Linked DNA regions of Mus musculus: region 1 is linked to region 2. Evidence: chromatin contacts called from public Hi-C data. All regions are on one chromosome and are shown on one strand. Each heading gives the region's core, a stretch centred on a gene start, on an enhancer-like site or on the middle of the called end of the contact. The rest is flanking DNA. Distances are from core to core; before and after follow the strand shown.

Region 1 (2,717 bases), core at 131-2,630, 52 kb before region 2:
GTTCCTAGGCTCTTGGGACAACATAATCACCCCGGTGGAATGCCCCGAGTGTGTGTCTGTTGAGTGAGTTTATTACTCGTTGCAAAGGAAGTGTAGTTGGCAAGAAGTTGAGGGCAATACGTTTTATGTGGCTTATCGGAGTCAGATTTGAGACGAAGAGCGTAACAAAAAAAAAAAAAAAAATGGAAATGAAATGGTGTGGGGACATGCTTGAAAAAAATTAATGCAGAGTATGCAGGTGACCTAGCTCAAGTGCTTCTTAAGGTGTACACACACTCTTAAGATAATTCATTAGCTCACAAATCCACTAATGGCAGAATAACTTTTTTTTTTTTTTAAGCCTAGGACAGCCTTGAACTTGCTGTGTAGCCCGGGCTGGCCTCAAACTCCAAAATTTTCACCCTCAGACTCACAAGTGCTAGTGTTACAGATGCATCCCATGGTGCCTGGCTTCAGTGAATCCATTCTGGAGAGTGAAGACCTAGTCAGCTCTTAAAGGAACCTCCTTACCCTACCTCTGTGTAGCTCATAAGGAGCCTCACAGTTCAGCAGGAGGCTTGGAGACGATAAATGATAATCCCCACCGTAGCGAAACCCAGACCTCAGTTTCCCAGTTGGTGCTACTAAATGGTTACGATGCCCAGCGGTGTGCTGGTTGTGGTTTCACAGCCACGTCAGGACAATCCCTCGCGTCCTTCCTTTCCAACGTGGGCCCCGCAGATTGGCTCCCAAAGAGAAGGGTGGCGAGAAGAAGTGCCGTTCTGCCATCAACGAGGCAGTGACCCGAGAATACACCATCAACATTCACAAGCGCATCCATGGAGTGGGCTTCCGGAAGCATGCTACTCCGGCACTCGAAGAAATTCGGAAGTTTGCCATGAAGGAAATGGGGACTCCAGATGTGCGCATTGACACCAGGCTCAATAAAGCCATCTGGGCCAAGGAAATAGGAATGTTCCATATCACATCTGAGTACGTTTGTCCAGAAAACGTAACGAGGATTAAGATTCACCAAACAAGCTCTGCACATTGGTAACTTATGTGCCTGTTACCGCGTTCAAAAATCTACAGACGGTCAATGTGGATGAGAACTAACCTGCTCATGTCAAATAAAGTTGCAGAACTGCAAAAAATAAAAATAAAAAATTAAAAAAAATTAAAACGCAGCCATATCAGTTTGTGCGGAGGATGAAGAATCCCAGCTCGTTACAGTTGCCAGTCTCTGATGTATAAATATTCCCACGATGGCTGATTTCAGGCTACCCAGGAACTCCCTGATCACTGAAGTTAGAAAAGGTGTCTCTTGTCATCTCTTTGCAGAAGCTGGTGCATCCACAGCCAGCCTGTTCCTCGTTCCCCAGTCTGGAGGGAAGTGGAGGACTTCCTGTGTTTCTGGCAAGTGTAACCTGCTGGCTGAGCTGAGCAAACCCAATACCATGTGCGGGAGGGCTAGAGTTGGGGGCAGGGGGAGGAAAATGAACCCTAGGGCTGGAGAGATGGAGCATTGATTAAGAGCACCTGTGACCCTTCAGAGAATCTGGGTGGGGTTCTTCTGTTCCTAGCATGCACACAGAGGCTCACAACTCTGTGACTCCAATACCAGGGGCAAGATGCCCTCTTCTGGCCTCTACGGGTACTGCGTGCATCTGGTGCACTATGTACAGACAGGCAAAAAACATCTGTACACATAAAAATCAAGGTAAACAAATGTTTTCTTAGAACCAATAGGTTTTATGAACCAGCTCTGGCTCGTATCAGATGGATTTCTTTGCTTTCACCAGCCTCAGTCTCCGTCTGTGTGTCTTTGAAGAGTATGCCCTCTTGTAGTGTTCTGAAACACAGCCTTGTGTGGTACCCCTCTTCCGGCCACATGATTCCTTCATGGGGGGGGGGGGTCCCCTCCGCAATGTATTCAGAAGCTACACTTTTTAAATTGCTGTATTTTATTTATCTTTTTAGCTTGGAATGGAAAGCTTATGATTGCATCATGGCTTTGCAGAGTAGACCTGGACTCTCACTTTCAGAGATCCTAATGGCATCCTTTTCAGACGTGACCATCCTTCATCTGTGTGGGAGCATTGCACAAGGGGAAATGCTGAAAGGTAAGGCATCACGAAGCTATGGTCCACACTGGTTTAAGCAGTCCAGGCAAGCGTGCTGGGGATATTGACCCTTTTTCTTAAATGACCCTTTACAAGGGACATTGAGACCTGGAGGCTCTGGGCTGGTTACCCAATTAAGCTAAATGAACAACAGAATCTAAGAACAATAAGCCTCTCAGACCTTAGGTTGCAAATTCAGGACATCTGGCCTTGTGACCATTTGATGGCTGAGCTGTGAGACAGCTACTGTGGAATTGGATCAATGTCACAGATGTTCTCTCTGGCTTTCTTTTGGCCTTTCTTCTTCTTCTTCTTCTTCTTCTTCTTCTTCTTCTTCTTCTTCTTCTTCTTCTTCTCCTTCTCCTTCTCCTTCTCCTTCTCCTTCTCCCTCTCCCTCTCCCTCTCCCTCTCCCTCTCCCTCTCCCTCTCCCTCTCCCTCTCCCTCTCCCTCTCCCTCTCCCTCTCCCTCTCCCTCCCCCTCCCCCTCTCCTCTTCCTCCTCCTCCTCCTGCTCCTTCCTCTCCCCACCCCCCCATCTCTGTACCAGGTCTAAGAGCATGCACTAAAACCAGGAAGGTGTTAAAGGAACCCAGGCCCCAGTGTGTTGGGAACAGCA
Region 2 (2,702 bases), core at 185-2,684:
CAGCCACTGTACTCTAGTTAAGCTAAGCTGCTGGACCACAGAGGGATGAGACTCAGACACCCACCCCACCCCCAAAGATGATCCACTCCAAAGATCATTTTATTGACCTCCATCAGCCTTGTCCTAGATGAACCTGGCAGGGAAGCAGGGAAATGGCGTGGCTCATGTTTTACTCATGTGCACACTGGATCTTAATGTTGCAAACATGGAAACCTTCTTACATTGCTGAGACTGTAAAATGATGTAGCCACTTTGGGAAACAGGTTGGCAATTGCTCATAGAAATAAAAACATAAATCTGCTTAAAGATCTAGCATTAATATTCATAGTAGCATTATTTAGATAGGAAAAAGGTCTCAAAATAACAACAACAACAAAAAAACCCAACTAACTACATAAATCCCAAACACTGGTGAATAGGAATGGCTGAAGAAAATGCAGTACATCCATTCAATGGAATATTCTTCAATTATATAAAAAATAATACACATACATATAACATGACTAGATGAAGGAAGCCAAATCCAAGACAAAATATTGGATAACTCCACTTTTTTTTTTTTTTTTTTTTTTTTTTTTTTGAGTCTCTACGTAGCCTTGGCTATCCTGGAACTCACTATGTAGAGCAGGCTGACCTTGAACTCACAGAGATCTGCCTGCCTCTGCCTCTGCCTCTGCCTCTGCCTCTGCCTCTGCCTCTGCCTCTGCCTCTGCCTCTGCCTCTGCCTCTGCCTCTGCCTCTGCCTCTGCCTCTGCCTCTGCCTCTGCCTCTGCCTCTGCCTCTGCCTCTGCTTCCCAAGTGCTAGAATCAAAGGTGTGCACCACCACACTCGACCAGAAAAGATAAATTTATAGATAGAAAGCTGGTAGTTCCATTGAGTGAGTTCTGGGACTAGGACTTCTGTCTTCAGTCTTGGTAGCAAGCACCTTTACTCACTGGGTCACCCCATCTATCCTTCAGTGTGATTTTTGTCAATACCCCCATAGTTCTAGGCATTGTGTAGCTTTACCAAGTTATATGACTTTCCAGCTAAGTTGTGTTGACTCTAGAATTTGAACCTAGGCGGTTGGGCACCAGCACCACTGGCCACTGAGCTAGCCTGCCTGTATAGGATGCCTGGGTTAGATGTGGAGTCCAGCAGCAGGAGGACTAAGAGAGGGCATAGAGTCAAACATGGAGGGTCCCCAATGTTGGTACAAAGAAGCCTTCTTGGGAGGCAGTGAACTGGGACTCACAGGAACATCTCACCCTCTCTGAGCCCAACAGTCTTCCCTAGATAACAGAAGAGTGCATTTAGTGCCCAGCTTCCCAGCAGGTGACCTCCCGCCCCTCCCTACCTCTGGGCACCTGCACTTACCAAGGGCCTCAAGAAATATCAAGGAAGGGATGAGCAGCCTCATGTCTGTGGTCTTGGGAGACCTAGAGGACAAGCCTGGCTTCTGCCCTCTCCCCGGGGCCCTTTATCTGTGCTGGGTGACCTCACCGGGCTGGCCCCACCCTATTGCCCAATAGGCCTGCCTTCCAGCCCCATTGCCCTCAACCAGGTGTGCTAGTTCTTAGAGGCCAGCTTCCTGGAGCCCAGAAGGAGGAAACAGGGACTCCAGTACCCCCTACACAGGCGCTGGTACAGGAAACCGAGTGATTTCCTTAATCTCCACCCAGCTTCTGCAGGATCAGAGTCACAGTCCCCAAGTCTTCTCCTTTCTCTGTTTCCAGTACTTTCTAGAGGTGGGACATGGGGTAGGGGGTCTATATTTGTGGGTTACCTTGACCTGTGACACTTAAGCTGCATGGAGCAAGCAAATCCCCTTCCTCCTTGGCTAGACAAAGAGTGGTGGATTCTAAAGAAGAGGCAGCTGCTCAGGCCTGGCCACAACAGCAGCCCGGTGACAGCCGCAGGGAGAGCGGAGTCAGCCTAGACTTGCACACAGGGTTCCTGTGGGGTCCACACTGCCTTGAAACCCGCCATACAGCCCCCGAAAATAACCTAGGACCTCAGAAAGGAATGCCACCCAGGGTTGACCTGTGTCCCTTCATTTGCTAGCGAGGAAGAGACCCTGACATTTGATTTCTTTTGCTCCTTTTCTTTCATTCCTTCCTCCATATCTTTTTTTCCTCTTCCTCTGTGTGTCTGTCTGTGTCTATGTCTATCTGTGACCGTGTCTATTTTTGTGTCTGTGTGTTTGTGTGTGTGAGTCTGTGTGTGTGTGTGTGTGTGTGTGTGTATGTGTGTGTGAGAGAGAGAGATTGTGTGTGTGTGTGTACATGTGTGGTATAGAAATGAGAACTTCTTTTTAATGAATGTCTTAAGAGTCATATTATGATATTATGAGCCGGGCGGTGGTGGCGCATGCCTTTAATCCCAGCACTTGGGAGACAGAGACAGGCAGATTTCTGAGTTCCAGGCCAGCCTGGTCTACAGAGTGAGTTCCAGGACAGTCAGGGTTACACAGAGAAACCCTGTCAAAAAAATAAAAGCCATTTTAATGATATATTAATTTGGAATTATTTATACGTGTATGTTTAGGGGTGATGGTGGGGGTATGTGCACATGAATGCAGCTACCCATGGAGGCCAGAGGTTCAGACACCTCATCTCTGGAGCTGGAGCTGGAGCTGGAGCTGGAGGTACAGGCAGTTATGAATGAGCCTTGCAACACAGTGCTGGGAGCTGAAGTCTAATGCTCTGCAAGAGCAGTGTGC

The links. Hi-C and Micro-C count contacts between places; a contact is called where the count stands out from the background.
Region 1: a Hi-C map of the HPC-7 cell line shows a contact between it and region 2, with 2.9 times the contacts expected there. The contact joins the enhancer-like site here to the promoter of Ltf in region 2. A contact is called at or near these places in 7 of 39 promoter capture datasets (the C10 cell line, HPC-7-derived erythroid cells, embryonic stem cells and 3 more), 1 of 15 datasets of contacts at CTCF or cohesin (CD8 T cells), 58 of 484 Hi-C or Micro-C datasets (the AML12 cell line, B cells, the BV-2 cell line and 45 more), 6 of 115 datasets of contacts at active chromatin or transcription factors (CD8 T cells, the HPC-7 cell line, embryonic stem cells and 2 more) and 3 of 9 other capture datasets (adipose tissue, liver and pancreatic islet).

What each region holds. Positions count from the first base shown.
Region 1 is chr9:111,069,559-111,072,275 of GRCm38.p6, reverse strand. It overlaps the pseudogene Rp31-ps19. Among named protein-coding and RNA genes, the nearest start is that of Gm26409, 4.5 kb to the left of the region's middle. Within about 2 kb of position 1,380, at least 13 of the 459 cell types and tissues checked have an H3K27ac peak or open chromatin away from gene starts, as enhancers often do. A contact at or near this core is called in the HPC-7 cell line and bone marrow-derived macrophages, where this site is marked.
Region 2 is chr9:111,018,024-111,020,725 of GRCm38.p6, reverse strand. It overlaps Ltf (lactotransferrin), which reads right to left and starts at 1,434. Exons shown (of 17, transcript NM_008522.3): 1 at 1,358-1,434. The coding sequence starts at 1,400.